Regions from separate parts of the Sus scrofa genome. Here all the other regions are linked to region 3. A link is a contact called in public Hi-C data. All regions are on one chromosome and are shown on one strand. The core of a region is the stretch at or near the end of the contact, and the rest is flanking DNA. Distances in the headings are between cores, read along the strand shown. Region 1 holds the start of MAMSTR (MEF2-activating motif and SAP domain-containing transcriptional regulator). Region 2 holds the start of FTL (ferritin light chain). Region 3 holds the start of HSD17B14 (17-beta-hydroxysteroid dehydrogenase 14).

Region 1 (5,003 bases), core at 994-3,493, 86 kb after region 3:
GAGCTGTGGTGTAGGTTACAGACGTGGCTCGGATCTGGCGTTGCTGTGGCTCTGGCGTAGGCCAGCAGCCACAGCTCCAATTAGACCCCTAGCCTGGAACCTCTATATGCCACAGGAGCGGCCCAACAAATGGCAAAAAATTTTTAAAAATTTAAAAAATGAAAAAGAAATTTTCAAACAGATCCGAAAAGTAGCCATAGTAGATAACAACACCTCTGCACACAGTAACATAAATTAATGGTCAGTTTTGTTCTTCTCCACCCACACCTACCTCCCCATGTATTCTGAAGCAGACACATTTTTCTTTTTTAAAGCCGAGCGTGTGCCCTTTCCCCACCATCTCTTTGGTGACAACAGGCCTCACAGTGCCCAGAAGACACCGCACAGACACCACTGTCTACCCACTACATCCATGCCCTCTATGGAGGGCCTTCCTCAGGATCTCTCATCCCATTTTCCCACCAGGCTTCGTGGAGCAGCCTACGAACTGACCATCCCACACTGACCCCTGCTCAGCTCCACCATTTGCTCAGCCATTACCAGCTGGGTCCTGGCCGCGGGCCTCCACCTGCCTGGGATCCTCCCTCTGCAGAGCGGGATGCTGTGGACACAGGTGGGGAGAAATCGGGACACAGGCATTGGGACTGTCAGCTTTCTCTAGGTCCTGAGAACCTAGCAATCCACAGCCTTCTGATCAGGATTCTGGACCCAAACCCTTTCCTCCTCCCAGGATCTAAGTGCTGGATCCCAGGATACAGGATTCTCCTTCAGGATACAGGGGTTCAGCCCTCAGCCTCTTTCCCCCGCAAATTACCCCCTTCACCTAGGAGGCCAGATTCCAGGCCTCTCCACTCTAAGGAATCTGTGAAATGAAGTGCCCAGCCCTTCCTTACGGATCCAAGAACCCAACCAGGTCGCCCATTTCCCAGGCCACAGTGGCCTTGCATAGTCTGAACCACAATTCCCATGATGCTTGGGCACCCCAAGGGGAGCCTTTGTGGGGACCCTGCTACAGGAGTTGCTGGTGGGGGGTGTTAAGTTTTTCCTTCCTTCGGGTGTGACGCAGCCTCGGCTCTCCCCGACACTGCTGCCTCATGCCCATTTTCAGAGCTTAACTCCTTGTTCTTCGGTCTCATAGGGGACATCTTCGAAAGCTTCTCCTCCCACCCTCCCCTCATCCTGCCCTTGGGCAGCTCGCGCCTCTGCCTCACCGGTCCGGTGACCGACGACGCCCTGCATCGTGAATTGCGCAGGCTCCGCCGCCTCCTCTGGGACCTTGAGCAGCAGGAACTACCAGCCAATCATCGCCACGGACCTCCCGTGACCACGCCTCCTTGAACACCCATATCGAACGAACGCGCGAACCTTGAAAATTCCTTGGCTTCTAGCCACTAGAGCCCACCCGAGCGCAAAGCTTTCTGGGAATTGTAGTTTTTTTTCCCCCGCGTGGAATACTGGGAGTTTGAGTTCTGGAGTAGTAGAGGATGGGACAATGGGAAGATGGGTTTGGGATTTGAGTACCAGCAGCAATAAAGGTATCTGTCGGATTGGCAACGTCTCACTTGTTAAGACTTGGGAGCGGTGGTGATATTGATTTTCTGTGAAATGAGGCATCAGGGCCCTTGCCGGGAGTGTTGGGCTCCTGCCGAGTTCGCCGAGGTATTTATAGCCACGGCCTCAGCTTGCCCTCTTACATGTAATCCAACCCAGGAGCACGGGGGCCTCCCATGCATTTAAGGACAGGGCTTTAAACTTGTTCTGCCAAAGATCAGTCCTGCCAGTGGGAAATAGCCAACACTTGAAGGGTGACCTCCGAAGCCCATACTCCTCTCTCAGACCCAGGTGTCTGGGTTTCCAAGTCCCTTCTGGCCCTTTCTGCCTGTCGAGCACACCGATGAGTCAGTCTCAGCACCTCTTGTCCCTGTTCTGGAATCCCTCTTCCTTCACACCCGAGAGTACGGAGCTCCCAACCCACTCCTTCAGGCCCAGGAGTCCAAGTCCCCGGCCCTTTCTCTTCGAACGCAGAAATCAGGTCCCCAGCTCCCTCCTCCATCAGAACCAGGAATCCAGGGCTCCAGTTTGAACTTTTCACTCCCCTGAATCCGACTCCCGCTGCTGCGTCAGGGAAAAAGTAAGCGACAGGTGGCACCTGCCTGCAAGGCCGGGGCACGACCACCTGCCGCTGCTGCTCACCCTGAGCCCCTCTCCTGGCACCTGCTTCTGTCAGTCCGACCCCCGCTGCCCCGCCCCACTCCAGGAGGCGGAGGAGGAGGAGGCAGGAACCCCGACGTCAGTCCCGCCCCAGGCCCTCGCAGCCCGTGCTCCCGCCCCTTCTCGGGATGCCAGGAGGGGCTCCGGTCTCCCCCGCCAGCCTCCACCGCTCTCGACGCGCCCCCTAAAGGCTGGTGGGGCGGGGCCTGCGGCCTCTGGCTTAGATCGCGGGACTGAAGCGGCTGCAAAGCACGACTGCGCAGAGCCCACCTGGTGAGAAGCCCCTGGGGTGCGGGGTGGGAGGGGAACCCGCCCTAACTCTTCTGTCACCTCTCTGATCCCAGTCCCTTCCCCATCGACCGTGGTGGCTGACATCCACCCACGCCCTTCTAAAAAGCAGGAGGCAGAGACCATTCTGCTCCCCTGGGACCTGCCCTTGATCAAGGCTGTTGGTTAGATTTTAGGCCCCTCGGAGTATTGAGTTCCTGCCCTTCATCCCCTTTTCCTTCCTCCCCTTTCACAGATCTGGGGTCCAGGCCACCAGTGCCCTCCTTCTTAGGACCCAGGAGCCCCAGACTTCAGGTCCTTTCTCCCTCAGGCTCCAGGATTGGGGCCTTCAGCCCCTTCTCCCTCACACCCAGAAGTCCTGGTCCCCAGCCCTCTGGTCTCTCACACCCAGGAGTCTGGGCCCCCAGTCGCCTCCTTCCCCAGGATTCAGAAGATACCACTCAAGGCCTCCCCCTTCTCTAAGTTCCTTAGGCCCTTTCCCTGCTGTGTTCACATGCGGGGGACGCCTTCTGACCTCCACTCTGACCCTGCCTCCTGTGGGGGCCCTGCCCTCCCCAGTCCAGGTCCCCGACCAGCCTTGGCAATGACCCTGGCGGCTTCCTCCCAGCGCTCCCAAATCATTCGTTCCAAGTTCCGATCGGGTGAGAAGCTTCTCTCAATGAATGTAGGGGAGGGGTCCCCCGGTCCTGGGGACATAATCTGACTCTGGGAGTGTGCACGGCGGCGGTGAGATGGGAGGGGGGTGGTTACACCCAGGAGACATATGTTTTCTGTGCAAAAGATAATTTGTGTGTATAAAGGAAGCTCCAGCAAAGCAGTCGAGTTGTGGACAGTGAGTGTACAAATGGCTAGTGCGATGCTCACTCGAACAGTGGGGAGTAGACTTGGGGTGGGTGTGCAGAGGGCCGGTACCGTAAAGGCAGAGGGGTTTAAACTGATACTGTGCAAAGAGGAGGAGCACCCAGCGCTGGGACTTCAGAGTGCCCGGTGTGGAACTGTGGGTGAGGGAGGGGACAGTGAGTTGGGAAGCCTCGAAAGGGTCAAAGGGTGCACTGCATGTCCCAGCGCAGGTGGAAAGTGTGCACGTGGGGATACCTGGAAGTCAAGTCCTGAGTAGACAGCGTGCTTGAGTGTGCAAATAAGTGTGCTTCCATAGTTGGGTGGGTACAAAGATAAGAAAACCAAAGAGCAAGGAGTGTGCAAGAGTGTACTTGCACAAAGAGCAGAAATGTGCAAAGAGAGATCTTTGCTCCAAAACTGGGGGGGGGGGCAAATCATGAATGTGCAAATAAGTGTGTTCACGTGGCTGGGTGTGTGCCAAGACAACGAGCCAAGCATGAAGCGGGGCAAAGGGTACCAGTGGGCAAAAAGAGTGTAGGTGCAAAACCAGAGCCCCAGGAAATGCGTGTTTAAAGGTTGGTGTGCCAAGGGGGTGACTGAGGGGAGGTAGCACAGAAGGGTGTGTGCAAAACGGGGTGCACGGAGAAAAGGAGGCACGGGACAAACGCTAAGACGGCGAGGATGGGTGGGCATGGCTGGTGAGGGGGCAGGTGGAGCCGGGGGCAGGGCCGCCTCCCACCCACACGCTGCCTGGCTCCCAGCCCCAGAGCGGCTCTGGCCTTCAGCGCTGTGCTGGCAGGGAGCAGGCAGAAGGCCCGGGAAGGGAGCCGGCTGCCCGCCCACCCGCAGCCTGCGCTCTCGGGGTGTGTAAGGGGGCTGGGCACGTGGTCCCAGCAACAACTGCAGCTCACACCCGCCTGCCAGGCCGGGCTCTTGGACACTCCCTTCCTGCCTTTCTCCTCCCCCATCCCTCCACAGTTCTTCAGCTTCGGATCTACAGACGGTATCAGGACCCAGTAAGTGTGGGCCCTGAAAGGGCGGGGATGGTGGCCCTGCTCCCCTCGGGGCACCCAGGACTGCGGCCACCAGATATCCAGCTTGGTTCCCGAGCCTCAGTCCCTAGGCCCCAGGGGTACACTGAAGTCCCATCCTGTCCTTTCCCAGGACCTGGGAGGACAGGTCCCACGGCTGCCCCACCCCAGGAGCTTTCCTTCCCGCTCTCGGGCTTTTCTCACTGCAGTGAAATGCATGAATCTTGTTTCTTTGGAGAAGACAGGCATCCCAGACTCCATACTTGGCATGCACACAAATCTCAGGACACAGCTTTCAGCCTTTCTCTCCCCCCAAGAACCAGGAGTGCTGGCTCCACCCTTGTCCCAGCAAAACCCCAGAGATCTGTGATCTCCAGCCGTCACCCACCACAGCCCTTGGTGACTGGGGGTGTCATTCCTACCTCTCTCTCTCCTTGGCTACACTCCAGGCATGTGGAAGTCCCCAGGTCAGGGACTGAACCTGCGTCAGAGCAGTGACCCAAACTGCTGCAGTGACAAGCTAGACCCTTAACCCACTGTGCCACAAAGAACTCCTCCTACCTCTCTAGAGCATACAAAAGACTGGGTCCCTAGCACCCTCAGATCCAGGAGTCTAGGCACCCAGCTCCCACC
Region 2 (4,877 bases), core at 1,193-3,692, 87 kb before region 3:
AAGTGAGTCAGGTTTTACATAGAGTTGCCTTGGATCTGCGAGGCAGATCTTAAGAGGTCAGACCTGGGGGTGCCCCCTGGTTGCTATGGGCAATTTAGAGTAATTGCCTAGGAGTTCCCATCGTGGCTCAGTGGTTAACGAATCTGACTAGGAACCATGAGGTTGTGGCTTCGATCCCTGGGTTCCATCCCCAGCCTTACTCAGTGGGTTAAGGATCCAGCGTTGCCATGAGCTGTGGTGTGGGTCGCAAATGTGGCTTGGATCCCTAGTTGCTGTGGCTGTGGTGTAGGCCGGCTGCTACAGCTCCGATCAGACCCCTAGCCTGGACACCTCCATATGCTGCGGGTGTGGCCCTAGAAAAGGCAAGACAAAAAAAACAATTGCCTCCACTCACCCATATAATAAGGATCTCCAAGCAGCCTTAGGCCAGACCTGGGTGTGCTCCCTGGTTGCCATGGCCGATTTAGTTAATTGTCTCAATTCACCCATTTAATAAAGAAGCTCAGTCCTCCTTAACCTCTCAAGATTGAGTCAGTACTTTCAGAGGGTGGCAGTGCCTGGCAACATAATCACTCATCTGAACCAGTTTCCAGCTACTGTTATCTACCAAGCCCAGGTCTAAGTAGACCCTCCCTGGAATCTGGGCTCTACTATCTAGTTGGAGTAAGATGACAGCCCCCCAAAGCGAGAATCTGCTACTGCCATCTTGCCTTAAAAGACACAGCACCTTCTCTCTCGGGCCAGAAGCTTTGTGACAGTAGATCCCACCTCTTATTTCCCCCATTACACATACAAAACCAAAACGATCTGCTGCAAAAAGCTTTTATTGTTTCCATTTGGTCCAAGACTTGGGAGAGGGCTCCAGGGTGGTTAAGAATGGTGCCTCGTGGCTGCAGAAAGGGGCTTCCGGCAGAAGCCCAGGCACCAGAGGAGCGCCTCCAAGGCCCCTGGGCTCCAGAGATTCCTAGTCGTGCTTGAGTGTGAGCCTTTCGAAGAGGTACTCGCCCAGCCCAGCCTGGGACCAGAGAGCCTGCGCAGGTTGGTCAGGTGGTCGCCCATCTTCTTGATGAGCTTCACCTCCTCATCCAGGAAGTGGTTCTCCAGGAAGTCACAGAGCTGAGTGATAGAAGAGAAAATGTTACCATTTGTAAATCTAACAATGTGATGGATGGGGGAGGGAGGCTCAGAAGGCAATGAGCCCAATCAAACGTGGCCAAGGTTAACTATTAACTCAAGATGCAGGCTTCCTGCCAGGAAAGGTCTTGGGATGGATAGGGAGAAAATGGAGATACTCACGTGGGGGTCTGCGCGGGCAGAACCCAGCGCATGCAGATCCACAAGAGCCTGGTTCAGTCCCTTCTCCAAGTGAAGGGCGGCTTCCATAGCGTCCTGGGTTTTACCCCACTCATCTTGAGATGGTTTCTATACGGAAGGCAGAGACCGCTCAGTACTAACCACGCACACGCTGGAAAGGACTAAAAACTAATTTCCCAGTAGTGACGGGAGTTAGGGCTTAAGCCGAAAAAACGTCTAAGAGCTTAAATCGATCACCCTCAGTGTCTCACAACCTTACGCTCCAGGATACCACACGCTGCGGTCTGGACCGCCACTTCGTGGGGGAACTGAACCCGCCTCCGTTTCCAGCTGTAATACAACCACCCACACAAAACTGAACTCCATCTCCCAGAAGCCTACGCCGTGCCTGAACAGCCCTGGTCAAAGGGCTTCAAGCGCAGGGGCCGCTGGGAATCGTAGTCCGCTGCTCACACTGTTTACCTGCACGTCCTGGAAGAGGGCGCGGCCACCGCGCTGGTTTTGCATTTTCAAGAGACGCTCCGAACCCTCGCGCTTCTCCTCGGCCAATTCGCGAAAAAAATGACTCACGCCCTCCAGAGCCACATCGTCGCGGTTGAAATAGAAGCCCTGCGGGAAGAGAAGGCGTGAACAATGGTTAGCCGGAGGCGAGGCCGGGCTTGCGGACTCCGCCTTCCAACTACACAGTGGGACAAAGAAGGCCAGCGCGTGCGCAGAGGGTCAGAGGTGCGCAGCTAAGGGAAACTTGGGCCGGGGGCATCTTGGGGACCCTTACCAGAGAGAGGTAGGTGTAGGAGGCCTGCAGATGCATGTTGATCAGGCGGTTGACGAAGGCCTCCACCTCGGTGGAATAATTCTGACGAACCTGGGAGCTCATGGCTGGTCGGCAATAAGGAGCTAAGCTCAAAAAATGGTGTTGGCTGGTCCCGGAGACTGAAGATAGCTGAGAGGCGGAGTCCGAAGGTTGCGACTGGAAAAAAGGTTGGAGGGTAGTCGGAGGCTGGAGCAAGGGGCGTCCCTGGGTCTGTTCCGTCCAAACACTGTTGAAGCAAGAGACAGATCCGGGGGACCGCCGAGCACACTGCGAGTTTGTGGCCAGGGCGGCTCCTTTTATAGCGCGCGGGGAACCTGAGCAGTGGGGCGGTCGGGGAGAGGAGTCAGCCAATCTGCGGGGGCGGGAGGCTGGACTTGGAGCTCGCTCGTGACCAATCAGGAGCAGATAGGAGCCCCAGCCTCCCGCCCGGAGGTAGGGAAGTCACGCGCTCTGAGCGCGAGGTTGTTGTGAAAGGAGAAATCGCGGGATGGGGGGTTTCATGGGGAGCAAGGGTTCTGGGACTAAATCTGGGAAGTGAGAGAATTCTAGGGGTACTTCCTGGTAGTGAAAGATTAGTGAGAGCACTGGGAGCCCTGGAAAATAATGATTCTTGGTTCCTGAGGATGTCTCAGGAAAGTAGGTTGGATGCGGGGGTTGTGTCAGAGCGAGGACTTTTCTGGAGCCCTGGGGGTTCCTCAGAGGTGCAGAAACGTCCAGAGGAGTGGGGTTGCCCTGGGAGATAAGGGGTCGGGTTGGGGGGGGCCCTCGATCATTGGGAAGTTTGGAAGGCTGTGAGATATTTCTAGATACTTAGGGTGCTCTCTGTGAAATGGGTTGGCTGGGGCACCTGGAGACTTGGGGTTCACTCAAAAGTGAATTCGGAAGACCATGGAAGTCCCTATTTTTATGGAAACTTCCAGGGGGAAGTCTTGGGCCCTTGAGGTGATCTGCAAGATTAAAAGAGACAGTTGGAGAGCCCTGGGATTCAGCCTGGGAATAAGGGAGAGGGATGTTTCTGGAAGCCTAGTGGGATCTTCTTAAAGAGGTGGGGGCTCTTGGAGAGCCCTTTGGGAGCCCTCAAAAGATTGGGCCACTTGGAATCCTGTGGGGTTTTTTGAAAGCCCACTGTTTTTGTGGGAGCTGAGATGGAAAGGGGTGAAAGGACATTGGAACTTTGGAGGTTTCTCTGAGGTTGCATATCCTGGCTCCAAAGCAATCTCTCTGAAGCTGCCTCTGTCTTGCCTGACACATGCTCCTTCAAGATCACAGAGGTGGGGGAGTTCCCATCATGGCGCAGCAGAAACTATCCAACTAGGAATCATGAGGTTTCAGGTTCGGTCCCTGGTCTCGCTCAGTGGGTTAAGGATCTGGCGTTGCCCTGAGCTGTGGTGTAGGTCGCAGACCCAGCTCGGATCACAGCTGTAGCTGATTCACATCCTAGCCTGGGAACTTCCATATGCCACAGGTGCCAGCCCTAAGAAACAAACAAAAAGATCAGAGACAGGTGCTGAGGACTGGTGGCTGGGATGTCTGTCTTTAACTAAGGGACATTTTAAAATTGTGTCTGGTCCAGGTTGGTGCCTGGGTGGCAGTGCCAGCTCATACCAAGATTCTTGCCTTCAAGGAGCTCCTTGTTGTTGGGAGAAAGGAGAAACAAAGACAGGAACTTGACCCTATTTAGGCGCCCTTAATGCAGGCAGCTGGAGGCTGGGACAGGGGAGCTGGAACTGCTGGGGGTCGTCGGGTGGGGGAGGTCTGGGCCTGCCTCGCGGAGAAGCCTTTCCAAGCAGCCCAGGCAGGGCACCCCCTGATCAAGGGGGCTCCAGCCAGGCTGGTATCTGGGGTCCTCCAGGGGTGCCTGGGCCAGTGGCCAGGAGAGCAGCCATGCTGAGTCATGCTGAACTCAGCGCAGGAAGGGGCGCCGGCAGAGGAGCGGGGTGGGACCGGCTCGCTGACCTCATCTCCACGGGGGTGGCTGCAGCCTGGGCCAGGGCCCTGGGAGCTAGGCCTGGCTGGGCCCCAAGTCTGGCCCCCTCCCCCAAGGCACTGTATGGCCTGTGCTTTTGTCTCCGAGTCTTACTGTCTTTTTAGTGCCCGTGATGGTCTCCCTGGGCTCCCACCTGTGGCCATAATGTCCCCTCTGGGCCGATGACTCTGTCTCCCCTTGCCGTCTTATCAGACACCTCTCCCCAGACTGGGTGGCCCTAGGGGTGGGGCAGTGGCCCCAGGCACACAGTCACAATGGGGCCTGGGTTACTCATTCACCAAATTTCATCCCTCCGCCCAAAGACCTTTAGCCTTGGGCGGCCCCGCTGGTGGACAGGCAATAGGGAGAGTGTGGCAGAATAGGCGGGGGTGGGGGGTGAGACAGAGATGACCGAGAGAAGGATGACAGTTGAGGGGAGATCACAAGGGCTGGGGACCCAGGGAGACAGGGACAGAGGTGGGGGAGGGGCAGAGGCTCAGAGAGGGACAGAGAGAGACAGGAACAGAGGAGACACAAGGACCCAGGGAGAGGGGGACAGAGACAGAGAGACAGCCAGAGAGCTAGAAAGGGAGGTGGAGACAAAAACAGAGGGGGACAGAGACCCAGAGAGAAGGGAGCACAGACTGTGACACTCCCAGAGGCCTCATTCTCTGTAAGCCCCTTTTCTGACACCTGCTGTCTCCTGAAGGGCCAGACCCCAGGGCTGCTCCTCCAGCCCCACGCTCTGAGGCCCGCTAGTCTCCAGCCAGGATCCCTCCTCTC
Region 3 (4,438 bases), core at 1,844-4,343:
CTGTCTCCAGCCAGACGCCAACCTGACACGGAACCAAAAGTGAGGGGCAGTGGGGCTTCAGTTCTTGGTTTGGAGCCTCAGTTTTCCCTTCTGTGAAATGGGGATGTTTCCTTTGTCCTTCCCTGGAATGGGATTCCAGATTTCCATGACTTGTACCTGTGCTGAAGTCAGCATCCTAGCTCCCTGAGGAAAGGAGAACAGGATGGGCCAGAGACAAGGTCTTGGCAGCCCTCTCCTTTCCAGGGGTGGGGGCGGGGGGGGTGTCCACAGACCTGGATTAGGAGCTCAGTTTTGCTTTTCAGTTGCTATGTGTTATCAAAAGCCAAAAAAAAAAAAAAAAGATTAAAAACTTGAGCAAGTAAGGAAATCAATTTTATTTCATTTACTCTTATTAGCTTCGGCCAGGCCTGCAGAATGCAGAAGTTCCTGGGTGGGGGATCCAACCCACGCCATGGCAGTGACAATGAGGGATCCTTAACCTGCTGAGCCACCAGGGAACTCCAGGAAATTGATTTTTTTTTCTTTCTTTTTTGGTAGTCTCTGGTCCATGGGTCAAATCTGAGCCAGAGCTGTGACCTACACCACAGCTGCAGCAATGCCACATCCTTAACCCACTGCCCTGGGCTGGGGATCAAACCGGCGCCTCCACGAAGACAAACTGGGTCATTAACCTGTTGAGCCACAGTGGGAACTCCAGGAAATCAATTTTATTCACACGGTTACCAGGGGGAGAACCCTCCAGGTCTGAAGATCAGGGTGTCTGGGCAAGATGGTTTCATCATAAACTTTTCTCGGGAGAAATTAGACAAGTCATAGGTGGGGTGATTTTATCATTTTTATGGTGGGGATTGTTTAAAGCGCATCTCAGTCAGCTGAACAAGCATTTATCTCTATGTCTAGCTAGTTTGGGGGGACAGAGAGTTCAGCTAATCATTTACGACAAAAGGAATGTGAATTTGGAAGGTCTGTTTCTGGCCTTGTTACAGACAAACAAGGAGGGCAGCCATCTGTGAGTCTCTCCATGAAAATCCTAATAAAGTCAAGTTAACAAGAAAAAAAGGGGAATTTTTTTGGAGCCCAGCAGGATTATTACCTGGGAGATAGACTCTCAGAAAGCTCTGAGATGAGTTCCTGTCGTGGCTCAGCGGGTTAAGAACCTGACATAGTGTCCGTGAGGATGTGATTTGAGCCCTGGCCTCGTTCAGTGGATTGGGGAATCTGGCCTGGCCACAAGCTGCAGTGTGGGTTGCAGATTCGGTTTAGATCTGGCATTGCTGTGGCTGTGGCATAGACTGGCAGCTGCAGCTCCCATTTGATCCCTAGCCTGAGAACTTCCATATGCTGTGGGTGTGGCCATTAAAAAAAAAAAAAAAAAAGCTGAGAATTGTCCTGTCTGTTAGAAGTCGAAGGTACAGTCATAGACATTTTCCAGACAAAGGATCTTACATAAAAATGACATTTGCGGAGTTCCCATCGTGGCGCAGTGGTTAACGAATCCGACTAGGAACCATGAGGTTGTGGGTTCGGTCCCTGCCCTTGCTCAGTGGGTTAACGATCCGGCGTTGCCGTGAGCTGTGGTGTAGGTTGCAGACGCGGCTCGGATCCCGCGTGGCTGTGGCTCTGGCGTAGGCCGGTGGCTACAGCTCTGATTCAACCCCTAGCCTGGGAACCTCCATATGCCGCGGGAGCGGCCCAAGAAATAGCAACAACAACAACAACAACAACAAAAAGACAAAAGACAAAAAAGACAAAAAAAAAAAAAAAAAGACATTTGCCATGTTTGGGGGGGGGCAATTTTCTCTCTTCGCTAAGCTCCTTCACTTCATCCTCAAAATGAGGACGTGAGGGCTTCCTGGGGGAGGAATTCTAATGCTCCAATTCCTTTGCAGCCTGCCCTGGGACACTCAGGAGCCAGAAATGGCTCAGAAGCTCTGGGTCCTGGAGCAGGTAAGGAATTGGAGATCCAAACTAGAAGCAAGAAAGTCAACAAAAGGGTGAGGAGTAGCATTAAGTATTAATGTCTCCTGAGTACTCTTGAGTACCAGGGTATGGATGGCAGAACATTTCAGAGACGCTTGAATTCCTGGGGAATGAGAAAGCCCTAGTTCACAGCGGTTCCACCGTTGCTGTCAAACTCTGCTCCTCTGTCGGGAAGTTTTCGGGCAATTGGACTACAGATCCCATAATGCACGCAGACTTAAAAAGAGGGTCTCGCCCTGTTCAAAATCCTTTAGAGCCATATGCTAGGGACTACAACTCCCAGAAGGACACGCTCTGCACCGTGGTCCTCACCTTACAGGCAAATTATTCAAGGCCACCCCTGCATCTTCTTTTTTCTAGTCCGAGGAACACGACCCCTTATTTACCAACATCTGAGGGTCACCGGGAGCGAGTTCTCAGCCTCTCTCAAGCCTTGGCTGCTGAGGCGTCACAGTGGCACCGAATGATGACAGGTGAGAATGGGCTGGGGACCTTGGGCTCCTGGGTGTTAGGGAAGAGGGAGTCTGGAGGCCCGGAATCCTAGGTCCTGGTGGGGAGGGGGGTCCGACGACCGCCAGAAACCCTCTGCCTTGGTAAAGAAAGAGCTGGACAGGGCTTGGGGGTTCCAGACCCCAGTAGGAGGGGACTGGATCCCAGGACTGCCGTGTCTGGGGAGGAGAGGACGGGGAGCCTGGACTCCTAGGTTTGAGAGGAAAGTCCTGGGTGTCGGGACTTCTGGGTCCCAAAGTTTGCCATTCTCGTTCTCCGTCCGTCCTCTCCAGGTGGCAGTTTGGACTCTCGAGGAGACCCTCTTCCCCCTGCGTCGCCACCTCCGTCAGATCCCACGCCCTGCGTGTCCTCGCCCCCAAGATCTCCTCCAGTGGCCAGTTCCCACTCCACGGGGTTCTCCCACCGAGGGACTGGGCGCGACGCAGGCCCGGCCTCTTGGGAGCCGACCTGGGATTCCGGGACCGCCCCTCCCGCGCTAACCCCAGACGAGGAGGCGTGGCCTCTGAGAGTCACGCTGCTACAGTCCAGCTTCTGACCCGCCCAAGCAGGGCAGCCAATCAGAGCTGGAGGGCGTGTCCCGGAGGTACTTCCGGGACAGATGGAGCCTCTTCCCTCACCTGAGGGCGTGATCTGGTCCCCTCCCGGTGGCCGAGGAGTGGCTACTTTGGCCAAAGTTTGATTTTCCCAATACTTGTCCAAATTTGGATTAAAACATTGAACTCTTAGTCGATAACTTTCTGTCTGTTTGGAGTTGTGACACCGGTGTCTCGAAGAGGTAGAGCTGGAGTGGTGAACTCCTGGGTCCCGCGGGAGGAGGGGACAGCGGACTCAGCTTTGTGTGTCAGAGGAACGGGGGGAGCTCGAGGTCTGGATTACTGAGTCTGAGGGAGGAGGGGGCCGGCGACCTGGATTCCTGGGTCTGAAGGAAGAGAGGACCCGGGACCTGGACTTTGGAGTCCAAGGTCCGGCAGAGGGGGCCGGACTCCAGGAATCCCGAGTTTGAGGGTTGGGGGACCGGCCTCCTGGGTCTGAGGGAGGAGGGGGCTGGGGCCAAGTTCCAGGCTTCTGGCTTTCCTGGCAACGCCCCCGGGGCCGGGCTTCAGGATCCAGCCCCTATTTATGGTTCGACCCCAAGACCTCACCGGACTTCAGAGGGGGATAGAAGCCTCGAGTGAGTGTGAGTGAGTGGCCGAAGGAGACCTTCTGACGCGGGATGGCAACGGGAACGCGCTATGCCGGGAAGGTGGTAATCGTGACGGGGGGCGGGCGCGGCATCGGAGCTGGGATCGTCCGAGCCTTCGGTGAGTGGGGTCTGGTCGGCTCTGAACAGTGGAGTCTGGGAGCGGAGGGACCCGGGGGCTAATGGGTGTGGGACGAAGTATCTTCTGTACTGGAATCTAGATTCTTGTCTCGTAAAATCCAATTTGCAAAGTTAACGAAGGGAAGGCAGAGGTGGCCTGGGGCCTGAGATTGCGGCGGATTTTCAAATGCCATTGACTCCCTTTCTCTGGGTCTCAGCTATTGCTACAGAATGGGGGGCCGGGGGTGGTGGTTGAAGGAATATGTCTTTTGGAGGTTTAGGGTTTACTCTAGAACCCAGGGATGGAGACTCAGGAGCCCCAGAAGTCACCTGGAATAGCCAAGGAGAAGGCTAGGCTTCTGCCTTTTGCCCTACGGGATCATCATGAGACTTTGGGGTCACGAGGGGAACAGAGCTGGGGCGGTGGTGGGGGGGGAACGGCCCTGTTCCGGGTGGCCACAGAGGGCAGCAGAGATCTTCACCAAGGTCTCTGCAGGGCTAACCTATTCCCTGTCTATTCGCAGTGGAAAGTGGCGCCCAGGTGGTGATCTGTGACAAAGACGGTGAGTGAGGGTCCCCCAGTCCTCAGCCCACTGCCTCCTCCCTTAGATTCAAGAAGAATACAGGCCCCAGCACCCTCCTCCCTCA

What was found. Hi-C and Micro-C count contacts between places; a contact is called where the count stands out from the background.
Region 1: a Hi-C map of heart right ventricle shows a contact between it and region 3, with 2.1 times the contacts expected there. The contact joins the promoter of MAMSTR here to the promoter of HSD17B14 in region 3. A contact is called at or near these places in 3 of 47 Hi-C or Micro-C datasets (heart right ventricle, liver and skeletal muscle).
Region 2: a contact with region 3 is called in a Hi-C map of liver, with 2.8 times the contacts expected there. The contact joins the promoter of FTL here to the promoter of HSD17B14 in region 3. A contact is called at or near these places in 2 of 5 promoter capture datasets (fetal liver and liver), 10 of 47 Hi-C or Micro-C datasets (alveolar macrophages, blood, embryonic fibroblasts and 4 more) and 2 of 2 datasets of contacts at active chromatin or transcription factors (alveolar macrophages and skeletal muscle).

Annotation. Positions count from the first base shown.
Region 1 is chr6:54,055,299-54,060,301 of Sscrofa11.1, reverse strand. MAMSTR (MEF2-activating motif and SAP domain-containing transcriptional regulator) reads left to right here and starts at 2,243. Exons shown (of 9, transcript XM_021094689.1): 1 at 2,243-2,484; 2 at 2,963-3,140; 3 at 4,318-4,355. The coding sequence starts at 2,993. RASIP1 (ras-interacting protein 1) reads left to right here. Exons shown (of 13, transcript XM_003127281.5): 12 at 466-613; 13 at 1,139-1,554. The coding sequence ends at 1,338. All of the region lies in intron 1 of LOC102161741 (a long non-coding RNA gene), which reads right to left.
Region 2 is chr6:54,228,686-54,233,562 of Sscrofa11.1, reverse strand. It overlaps FTL (ferritin light chain), which reads right to left and starts at 2,442. Exons shown (of 5, transcript NM_001244131.1): 1 at 2,090-2,442; 2 at 1,777-1,923; 3 at 1,297-1,422; 4 at 1,020-1,116; 5 at 807-1,017. The coding sequence starts at 2,191. The coding sequence ends at 965.
Region 3 is chr6:54,142,798-54,147,235 of Sscrofa11.1, reverse strand. HSD17B14 (17-beta-hydroxysteroid dehydrogenase 14) reads left to right here and starts at 3,093. Exons shown (of 10, transcript XM_021094705.1): 1 at 3,093-3,265; 2 at 3,626-3,791; 3 at 4,315-4,353. The coding sequence starts at 3,704. PLEKHA4 (pleckstrin homology domain-containing family A member 4) reads left to right here. Exons shown (of 21, transcript XM_013998606.2): 17 at 1-39; 18 at 1,890-1,908; 19 at 1,911-1,947; 20 at 2,341-2,453; 21 at 2,763-3,220. The coding sequence ends at 3,025.